Regions from separate parts of the Mus musculus genome. Here all the other regions are linked to region 2. Evidence: chromatin contacts called from public HiChIP or PLAC-seq data. All regions are on one chromosome and are shown on one strand. Each heading gives the region's core, a stretch centred on a gene start, on an enhancer-like site or on the middle of the called end of the contact. The rest is flanking DNA. Distances are from core to core; before and after follow the strand shown. Region 1 holds the start of 9830132P13Rik (RIKEN cDNA 9830132P13 gene). Region 2 has its middle 7.8 kb from the start of Gm35585. Region 3 holds the start of Fam241a (family with sequence similarity 241, member A).

Evidence for each region. HiChIP or PLAC-seq counts read pairs in DNA pulled down with a chosen protein or histone mark.
Region 1: a contact with region 2 is called in a BATF HiChIP or PLAC-seq map of CD8 T cells, with 5 read pairs. The contact joins the promoter of 9830132P13Rik here to the enhancer-like site in region 2. A contact is called at or near these places in 2 of 15 datasets of contacts at CTCF or cohesin (CD8 T cells and pro-B cells), 12 of 484 Hi-C or Micro-C datasets (CD4 T cells, CD8 T cells, CD8 central memory T cells and 8 more), 6 of 115 datasets of contacts at active chromatin or transcription factors (CD8 T cells, bone marrow-derived macrophages, embryonic stem cells and 2 more) and 2 of 9 other capture datasets (adipose tissue and embryonic stem cells).
Region 3: a contact with region 2 is called in a BATF HiChIP or PLAC-seq map of CD8 T cells, with 22 read pairs. The contact joins the promoter of Fam241a here to the enhancer-like site in region 2. A contact is called at or near these places in 3 of 39 promoter capture datasets (the C10 cell line, fetal liver and pre-B cells), 3 of 15 datasets of contacts at CTCF or cohesin (CD8 T cells, the G1E-ER4 cell line and pro-B cells), 49 of 484 Hi-C or Micro-C datasets (the 3T3-L1 cell line, 3T3-L1-derived adipocytes, the 63-12 cell line and 36 more), 14 of 115 datasets of contacts at active chromatin or transcription factors (CD8 T cells, the SCID.adh cell line, astrocytes and 8 more) and 3 of 9 other capture datasets (adipose tissue, liver and pancreatic islet).

What each region holds. Positions count from the first base shown.
Region 1 is chr3:127,914,770-127,917,469 of GRCm38.p6, forward strand. It overlaps 9830132P13Rik (RIKEN cDNA 9830132P13 gene), which reads left to right and starts at 1,402. Exons shown (of 5, transcript NR_040552.1): 1 at 1,402-1,517.
Region 2 is chr3:127,852,186-127,854,885 of GRCm38.p6, forward strand. No RefSeq gene overlaps it. Among named protein-coding and RNA genes, the nearest start is that of Gm35585, 7.8 kb to the right of the region's middle. Within about 2 kb of position 1,351, at least 32 of the 459 cell types and tissues checked have an H3K27ac peak or open chromatin away from gene starts, as enhancers often do. A contact at or near this core is called in CD8 T cells, cortical neurons, forebrain and 3 more, where this site is marked.
Region 3 is chr3:127,894,949-127,897,648 of GRCm38.p6, forward strand. It overlaps Fam241a (family with sequence similarity 241, member A), which reads right to left and starts at 1,375. Exons shown (of 2, transcript NM_027482.3): 1 at 1,086-1,375. The coding sequence starts at 1,235.

The DNA of each region.
Region 1 (2,700 bases), core at 152-2,651, 63 kb after region 2:
TCATTGGAGTCATGTTCTTTAACTTAGTGAAAAGGGGGTACACGCTTTCTCATAAGGAAGAGAAAGGCACATGGCACAGCTTCACCTGCATTTCATAGAGATTATTCGATGATTAAGGTATAATCACTAGAATTATTCTTCCTTTATTTAATCCTGATTGGTCTTTGGGAATTTTGTTTGAATGCTAATTTGGGGGTGGACAAATAATCAGAACATGGCGATTGACGTTGGTCTTACTTCCCAGCTGCCCTGTCTCAGATGCTGGAAGCTCTAGGAGAGGCAGTTTAAGCATCCTCTGCCCTTCTGGCATCCCACCCTCCAGCTTCTCCACTATTTCACTGGTTTTATGATCTGTCAAGGTTCATGACAACCAATAACTGGAATTAGAAATTTTAATAAGAACATGTCAGACTTGAGGCCAGAGATTATTACATTCCATTTTCCTGAAAAAAAAAATTTTTTTTATGTAACACCTTGGAAAGGAAGCAGGAAATGGCAGTAAGCATCAAAATTGTGGATCAAATTTCCTACCTACAGCTTTCTGCGGCTATCCTTTAGCCACTGTAATGGCCTTCTTGAAAGCTCGCAGCTCGATGACTTTTAGTAAGCTGTGCACACAGTGTTTCTTCCCACCCCATGGCAGCCTCATTCCTCCCCCCTCCAAACCCACACCTATCATTTCTACTCTCTCAGCCCCAAGTCCCTGACAGCCAGTCATTTCTTTGGACTTTATGGATTTGCCTATTTGGGGAATTTATATGAATAGAGTCATACACTAGTCAGACTTCGTTGTATGTCTTATTTCACTTAGAGTAACATTTATTCATGTTCTAGCACGTATCCTTACTTTTAGTTCAAGACTTTCCTTCAAGTCCAACTGCTGCCATCTCCCAGTGCTCTGCTGGGCTTGCTTGCAAAGATCAATAGCTGGGCTTGTTGAGTGTTTTCCTTTCCTCCTATAGGATGAGGGAAGATGAGCAAAGTCAGAGGACCCTCGCCTGAGTATTCACCCACTTATCCCTACCAGCTGTGTAGAATTTTTACCTTATTGCATATGGTCTTGTGGGATGGGCAGATATAGGTGTGGAAGATGTGGAGGGGGTGGGGCTTCATCCATACAGTCATCATCCCTGCTCGATGCTGGTGTTCCAGTATGGGTGCTTTGGACCATAGCTTCTCACCCATTGCTTTGTACATAGGTTTAATAAACTCCCTAGTTCTCCTGGGTGAATTTTTTTTTGGGGGGGGGTGTGTGTTTTGCGATGGTTTGTATATTCTTGGACCAGGGAGTGGCACCATTTGGAGGTGTGGCCTTGTTGGAATGGGTGTGACCTGGTTGGAGTAGGTGTGTCACTGTGGGTGTGGGCATAAGATCCTCACCCTAGTTGCCTGGAAGTCAGTCTTCTACTAGCAGCCTCTGGATGAAGATGTAGAACACTCAGCACCTCTTGCACCATGCCTGCCTGGATGCCTTAATTGCTCCCACCTTGTTGGTAATGGACTGAACCTCTGAATTTGTAAGCCAGCCCCAATTAAATGTTGTTGTTGTTTTTAATAAGACTTGCCTTGGTCATGGTGTCTGTTCACAGCAGTAAAACCCTAACTAAGACAGGTTTCAAGACAGGGTTTCTCTGTGTAGCTCTGGCTGTCCTGGAACTCACTCTGTAGACCAGGCTGGTCTTGAACTCAGAAATCTGCCTGCCTCTACCTCTCAAGTGCTGGGATTAAAAGCATGTGTCACCACTGCCCAGCCTGGGTGAACTTTTGTGGAACCATACTTCAGTTTGCTGTTGGAACCTTAGGAAGAGGTGTAGATGCTATTTCTGTTAGCACAGGGAAGAGATTTTAGCAACAGTACTTTAATTTTTTACATAGTCTTATATGTCTAGTTGTTCCTTGTTAACTATGAGTGACTGGTTTCGGGAGCCCCCTTGGATGACTGAATCCTCAAATATTTAAGTTTTTTGTATCAAACAAACAAATGTTGAGAGCTGGGTGTGATGGTGAGCTCCTGTAATCCTAACTCTCAGGAGCTAAGGCAGGAAGGTGGCAAGTTTGGGACCAGCCTCGACTATATAGTCAGACTGTCTCAAAAGACCAAAATGATGAGCAAAAACCTAACCAATAAGTAGAAGTGCTTTAGCATTTGCCTTTGTATAACCTAGGTGCCTCCTCCTGAAATGATTTCTAGGTTCCTTGAAATATCCAGGACAATGTAAATAATATGTTAATAGCTATCCTCTTGACGGAATAGTGACAAGAAAATAAAAGCTGTTATGCTCAGTCCAGATGAATTTTTCTCTTTCAGAATTTTTCAGATGAATTTTTGACTTCTTGTTGCTTGAGGCCATGACTGCAGAGCCATATTTCATAGCATGAATATACAGTGTTTGGTCTAGTTTCTCAAATTAATCGAGATTTGAGTTATTTCTGCTTTTTTGGCTATAGTGAATAATGTTGCTAATGAAACTACATTTAAGTAGTTTCTTTGCATACATATATTTTTAATTTTTTTGTAGCATAAACTTAGGAATGGTATTATATGTTAAGGTTTGGCAAAGTTACTAGGTTCTTTTCCAAAGTAACTTGCCATTTTACTTTTTCTCCAGTCTCCCTTAAAGATATGTCAAAAGTGCTCTACCTCTGAGCCATCCCAAGCCCTGCCTAGTCTAAGACTGGAGTTTTGATTGGTCATTTGAG
Region 2 (2,700 bases), core at 101-2,600:
AGGAGAACTTTAGGACCTGTGCCATTAGCCAACAGCCATGCTGGACGCACTGAGGGGGAACCAATGTCAGAGCCAGAGCTAGATCCACAAGGATCCACAAGGATCCTGAGTCAGAGGAGCAGGAGTTCTAACTGTCAAGCCCGGATGACGGGGATAATGTGCAATAAGCAGAAACAGTGGCTTTCGACAGGCAGGCAGATGGCCAGGATGAGACATGTGTCATGAGTTCATTTCAAATGGCTTTGGTTTGAGGTGCTTCGGGATGTTCACTGCAGGATGAACTGGAAATGTGGCTGGAGTTGAGGATGTACAGCCAAGTGGGAGGCGAGGCGCAGACTCAAGCAGGCTTGCCAGCTCTGCTCCCTGGCTGTCTAGCTCACCACACACTCTGCATAGCTCAAAAACTATAAGGTTTATTTTGGGGGGAAAAAAGGAGGATGAGAAGAAGAAGAAATAAATATACTAATATCTATCAAGATTCAGTGAACTATAACAGATTTAAATTTCAGTGTTCAAAAGCAGTTTTGCTGGAGTGGAACAATGGTCATCTCTTCCCAATTGGTCTGACTTCATTCCCGCCCCCCCCCCCAAGGATTTTAAAAACTGCATCAGAAGTCGCATGACTTGTGAAGATGTTAACCGTCTGGCCCTTTACGGATATGGCTCACTCTCGTGCATTTATTGCTGAGGCAGCAAAGGCTGCTCTGCTTTCTAAGGCGACTTCCCCAGTAAGGAAGACGGAAAATGGCAGCTGTTATAGAAAACAGTCGCCATCTGTCTTCCCTCCTTATACAGAGCCTTTCAAGTGTTTTGATAAGACATCAATCAAGTTGTCTTAAAATCTGTATTCAAAATTTTACATCTTATTAAAAAAAAATGTGTTGGGAGCAGTGAGATGGCTCAGTTGGTAAAGTGTTTATCGTGTAAGCCTAGTGACCCCAGGTTACTCCCCAGGACACCCATAAACGTGGAAGGAGAAAACTCACTTCACAGACTTGTCCTCTGATATGTATGCCACAGCAAAAGCTTCAGCCTCACACAATCACACACACACACACACACACACACACACACACACACACACACACACCCAACACAGCATGGCACAAACTTCCCACCGCAAACTAATCTTAATAATTTATAATAATATATACATTTGTTACAATGTTTTACTAAAAACTCTCTAAGTACTTCAGGCAAGCCCAAATTATTTGCCTTTTAAAGAAGACTAAAACTCTAGGCCTATAATAAAAACTAGAGTGCATCCTTAGGTCAGACCAAGCCTTACAGGCTATGCTGACACGAGTAAGATTAGCTGTGCTCTGTTCAGCCAAAAGGGGGAGCCATGTCGCCTCTGAGGACCAGCGTTCAGTTTGACAGTCAGCCAGAAACAGATTCTTCCCAACAAGAAAGGCTTCTTGGTGTATTAAAAGGTTGCATACGAGGAACGGCAGTACGGCTGAGGCTATGGATGGTGGCCATTACACCAGGAAAGCCTTGGGCTAGAGGAGCACCAGAGAGGCAGGACACTTGACCTGGCTGCGCAGGGCCCAGAGCTGCAGGTCTAATTAAGGCCTTTGATACATTGTGAATTGAGGTTTTGTACAGGTCGAAAGCTTAGTTCTGTTACAAGCACTGGAACTCCGTGCAGTGTTACCAGAAGCATGTGTTGAGGATGCTGTCCTTTTTCTTACTGCGTGTTTTTGACACCTCTGTTAAAGATTAGGCTGCTGTAGCGAGGCAGCTGGTGGATACAGACTGCTATTCTCAACGGGGTTCTTTTGCATTCCTGCCTCTTTTGTGATTGAAACGAAGTAGGTTTGAAATCCAATCCAGGCAAAGACTGTGTGCTAGCTACAGCTCTAAGAAGTATTCCCTGTCAGTGTTCTAGAAGGCATCAGGGTTGTCCCCAGCAGAGAATTAGAGGATTACCATGCGATGACCTCCAGAGCAGCATGTCTCTGAAGTGTTCTGTATGGACTTCTGTCTGCAGGCTGGAAACGGCCACAGCAGTTGCTGACTGCAGTGTGTAGCATCTTGGAGACCTAGACAGGGTTGAGTTCCCTCTGCCAGCAGTAGTTTAGGAAGATCTCTTCCCTTGCCAGAGGCAGTAGCTTCGAGCACAGGGCCCTAGTTCTACCGAGAGTCAGTCCCTGGAATCCTGAAGGCAGCCATCTCTTCCTCTTCCTCTTCCTCGTCTTCCCCCTTCTCCTCCTTCTTTTCCTCCTCCTCAGAATCCGGGAGTGTCCTGCATTCCAAAGCCCAAATTTGCTGGGCACCAGATGGGTCCCAATTGTTGATATTTTCTTTCTGCTGTTGTTTCCCCATGTTTGTCTCTAATTTTACTAATCTGGATCTTCTCTCTCCACCTTTTAGTTAATCTGACTAGATGTTTATCAAGCTTACTGATTTTTTTTCAACCAACCATTTGTTTCATCGATTGTCTCTAGTTTATTGATTTCAGCCCCAAGTTTGATTATTTCTTGCTGTCTGCTCCTTGAGGATGCGATTTCTACTTTTTGTTCTAGAGTTTTCAAGCATGCTATTAAGTTACTAATATGAGATCTCTCCAATATTTTTTTATAAGCACTTAGTGCTATGAACTAGCCTCTTAGAACATCCTTCATTGTGTTCCATATGTGTGGGGATGTTGGGTTTTCATTTTCATTCAATTCTAAAAACTTTAAATTTTCTTTCTCA
Region 3 (2,700 bases), core at 125-2,624, 43 kb after region 2:
TTTTTGTTTCATCCCCTTTCCTTGTTCTAGTAACAATATCAGTAAGACTAGAGTTCCTGGCGCTGTCCATGTCATTGTATTGCTAAGGTCCAGAGATGGTTAAGGGAAGGATTTCACATATGCCATTACAACCATTTGCACATTTACTTTTGGAAAGGGAGTTTTAGTTGCTGGCTGTGTTTTCCAGTTGAGCAAGAGTAAGAGGAAATCAAGACCTTCTCTATTGAGACATGCATGGTACAGTTTGGTAAGAACACCGCCCGCAAGGGCACCAGCAAGATCTCCTAGCTACCAATTTATTTGCTTCAGTCACTGGCTCCTATATTGTCACATAGATGAATAATTACTGTCTACACGGTGATCAAGCCCACATTAGCATTATTTTTGTTTCTTAAGTAATGGGTTTTATTAATGTATTTAGTTATTAATGTACTTAGTGATATTAGAGGACAAGTTACAGGTATTATTAACTGATGATTCCAGAAGTCTAGGCTTACTTATGTGATTTCTAAAGGTCTTTGTATCTGGGGGATTTTTGAGTAGCTAATTACTGTACTGCCTGTAAAAAAAAAAAAAAAAAAATCGTCCCACGTAGAACTCCATCTTTACATTCAACTGCTAGTCTAGTCTTACAGATATCTGATGTTATAATTTCCCTTAGTCTTCTCAATGATATCCAATTCTGAGAACTTTAAAAGTACCCAGTTTCCTTATTATGTCTGTTACTAAAGCTTCCTTCCCTTTGGTGCTCACAGCAGGCAATTTTCTTTTTTTTTTTTTCCTTTCCACTTCTAAAATGAAGTTCAGCTCTGCTCGGTGGTGCTGTGAAACTTGCTCTGGGAGAGTCCCGGTGTCACCTAGGCACCGACCCGTGCTTCCCGATCCTCTGTGCGGGCCGTCCGCCCACCCCGTCCAGGGCGCGTGCAGTGCTCGGAATTCGAGCGCACGGCGCGCCCACGTAGCGCAAGTTGCCGGGTGGTTTTGAGGTGAGGCTCCGGAGGGCATTTCCACCGAGCCCGGCCCCGCCCGTCAACCGCTCGCCGCGTGCCCAGCCGCCACCCCGCGGCCCGCGCGCCCGCGCTCACCTGCTCGCCCTCGTCCTGCGGCCGCCGGCGCCGCGGGCTCGCCCCGTGCTCCGGCTCCTCAACCCGCCCGGCCGGCGCCGCCCCGTCCTCGTCGCACTCCCCGCCGGCGCTGCCGGCGCCGCCCCGCAGCAGCTTCCTGGCCGAGCACATCCCACCGCCGACTCCGGCCGCCCGCACGGCTGCCGCTGGCCACACCGGGACTCCCGACGCACACGGGAATCCTTAGAAGCGCGCCCGCCGGCCTGGGGGCCAGAAGTGCAGGAGCCGCCCGCCCCTCCTGTCAGCCGCTCGCCCCACCCCCAGCTCGGGGGCGGAACCCCGGGGGCGGGGGCGGGAGGAGGGGCGGGGCCATAGCGGACCGCGGCCCAATGAAGGCGGGACCTGGTGGGTTGGGCAGGGTACTGGGAGGGGCGGGGCCAGGGAGGGGCGGAACCAAGGGAGGTGTAGCATTATTCCAGTTAGTGCATGAAACTATGAATGAGGCCATAGGCTCCTGAGGGAGGTTGTATGTGTCTGACACCTATTAAAGTATATGACATCTGTGAAATTGTGTATCTGTAACTATCTGTACACAACAGACAGATATCCTGTGGTGTGTGTGTGTGTGTGTGTGTGTGTGTGTGTGTATGTGTAAAAGACAGAGAGAGAGGAAGAGAGAGAGTGTCAGAGGTGAGGAACACTGTAACAGACTACATGAGGGAGATTATGTATGAAATCGGCCATAGGTGCATGAGGGAGATTGTATCTGACAGGTTTTTAATGCATGTGAGAGCCCATGTGTGATTGTGTGTGAGTAACTATACACACACACACATACACACACTTAGATGTTGTGTTTAGTGTGTGTGTGTGTGTGTGTGTGTGAGAGAGAGAGAGAGAGAGAGAGAGAAGGAGGAGGAGGAGGAGGAAGTTATGTGTTGTGAGAAAGTGTGTGTAAGAAACATTGTAACAGACTGTAACCAAGTGCTTACAGGAGATTATATGAAAAAGACCATTAGATGCATGAGACCCTGTCTGATAGAGTATTATAAAAGCCTGTGTCTAATTGTGTGCCTGTACACAACAGATTGTGGAAGACTGTATACCAGAGTCTTTTGTGACAGGACAGTGTGGGAGATCATAGGTGTTGAAAGTTTGTGTGAGGATGTAGGTATACAGAAGAGGGCAACTGAGAATAAGAAGCTCATATGAGAGGGAGCTGTGTGCATGAAGGTGTGGGCACATGTAAGAGGTTCTGGGAGTGTGAAAGACCACCCAAACACACAGTATCCCTCCATACCAGCTGCAGCGGGCGCTCAGCTGTGCCTGGGTGTGCTGTTGGCTGCTTGTGCCTAGGAAGGAATGCAGGCTCTCTGTCGCTTGTTCCTCCCCTTTTGCCTCCTCTCCCTAAGCATCTCTGAGTGACCATGCCTATTTCTCTCTGCTTCCTAGTGTGTGTGGCTTGTGGGAGCCCTGGGCTCATTTCCTGGTCTCTCTGCCGTAGTGTGCATTTCTAGAAATGGTTTAAAAATTCTCAGCGACTGGTAAGAGAGAGAAATCGAGTTTCTTTTTCTTTTTTCTTGCTAGCCCATCATATAAGGGTAAACTGGGGGGCATGAAAGTAAAACAACGAATG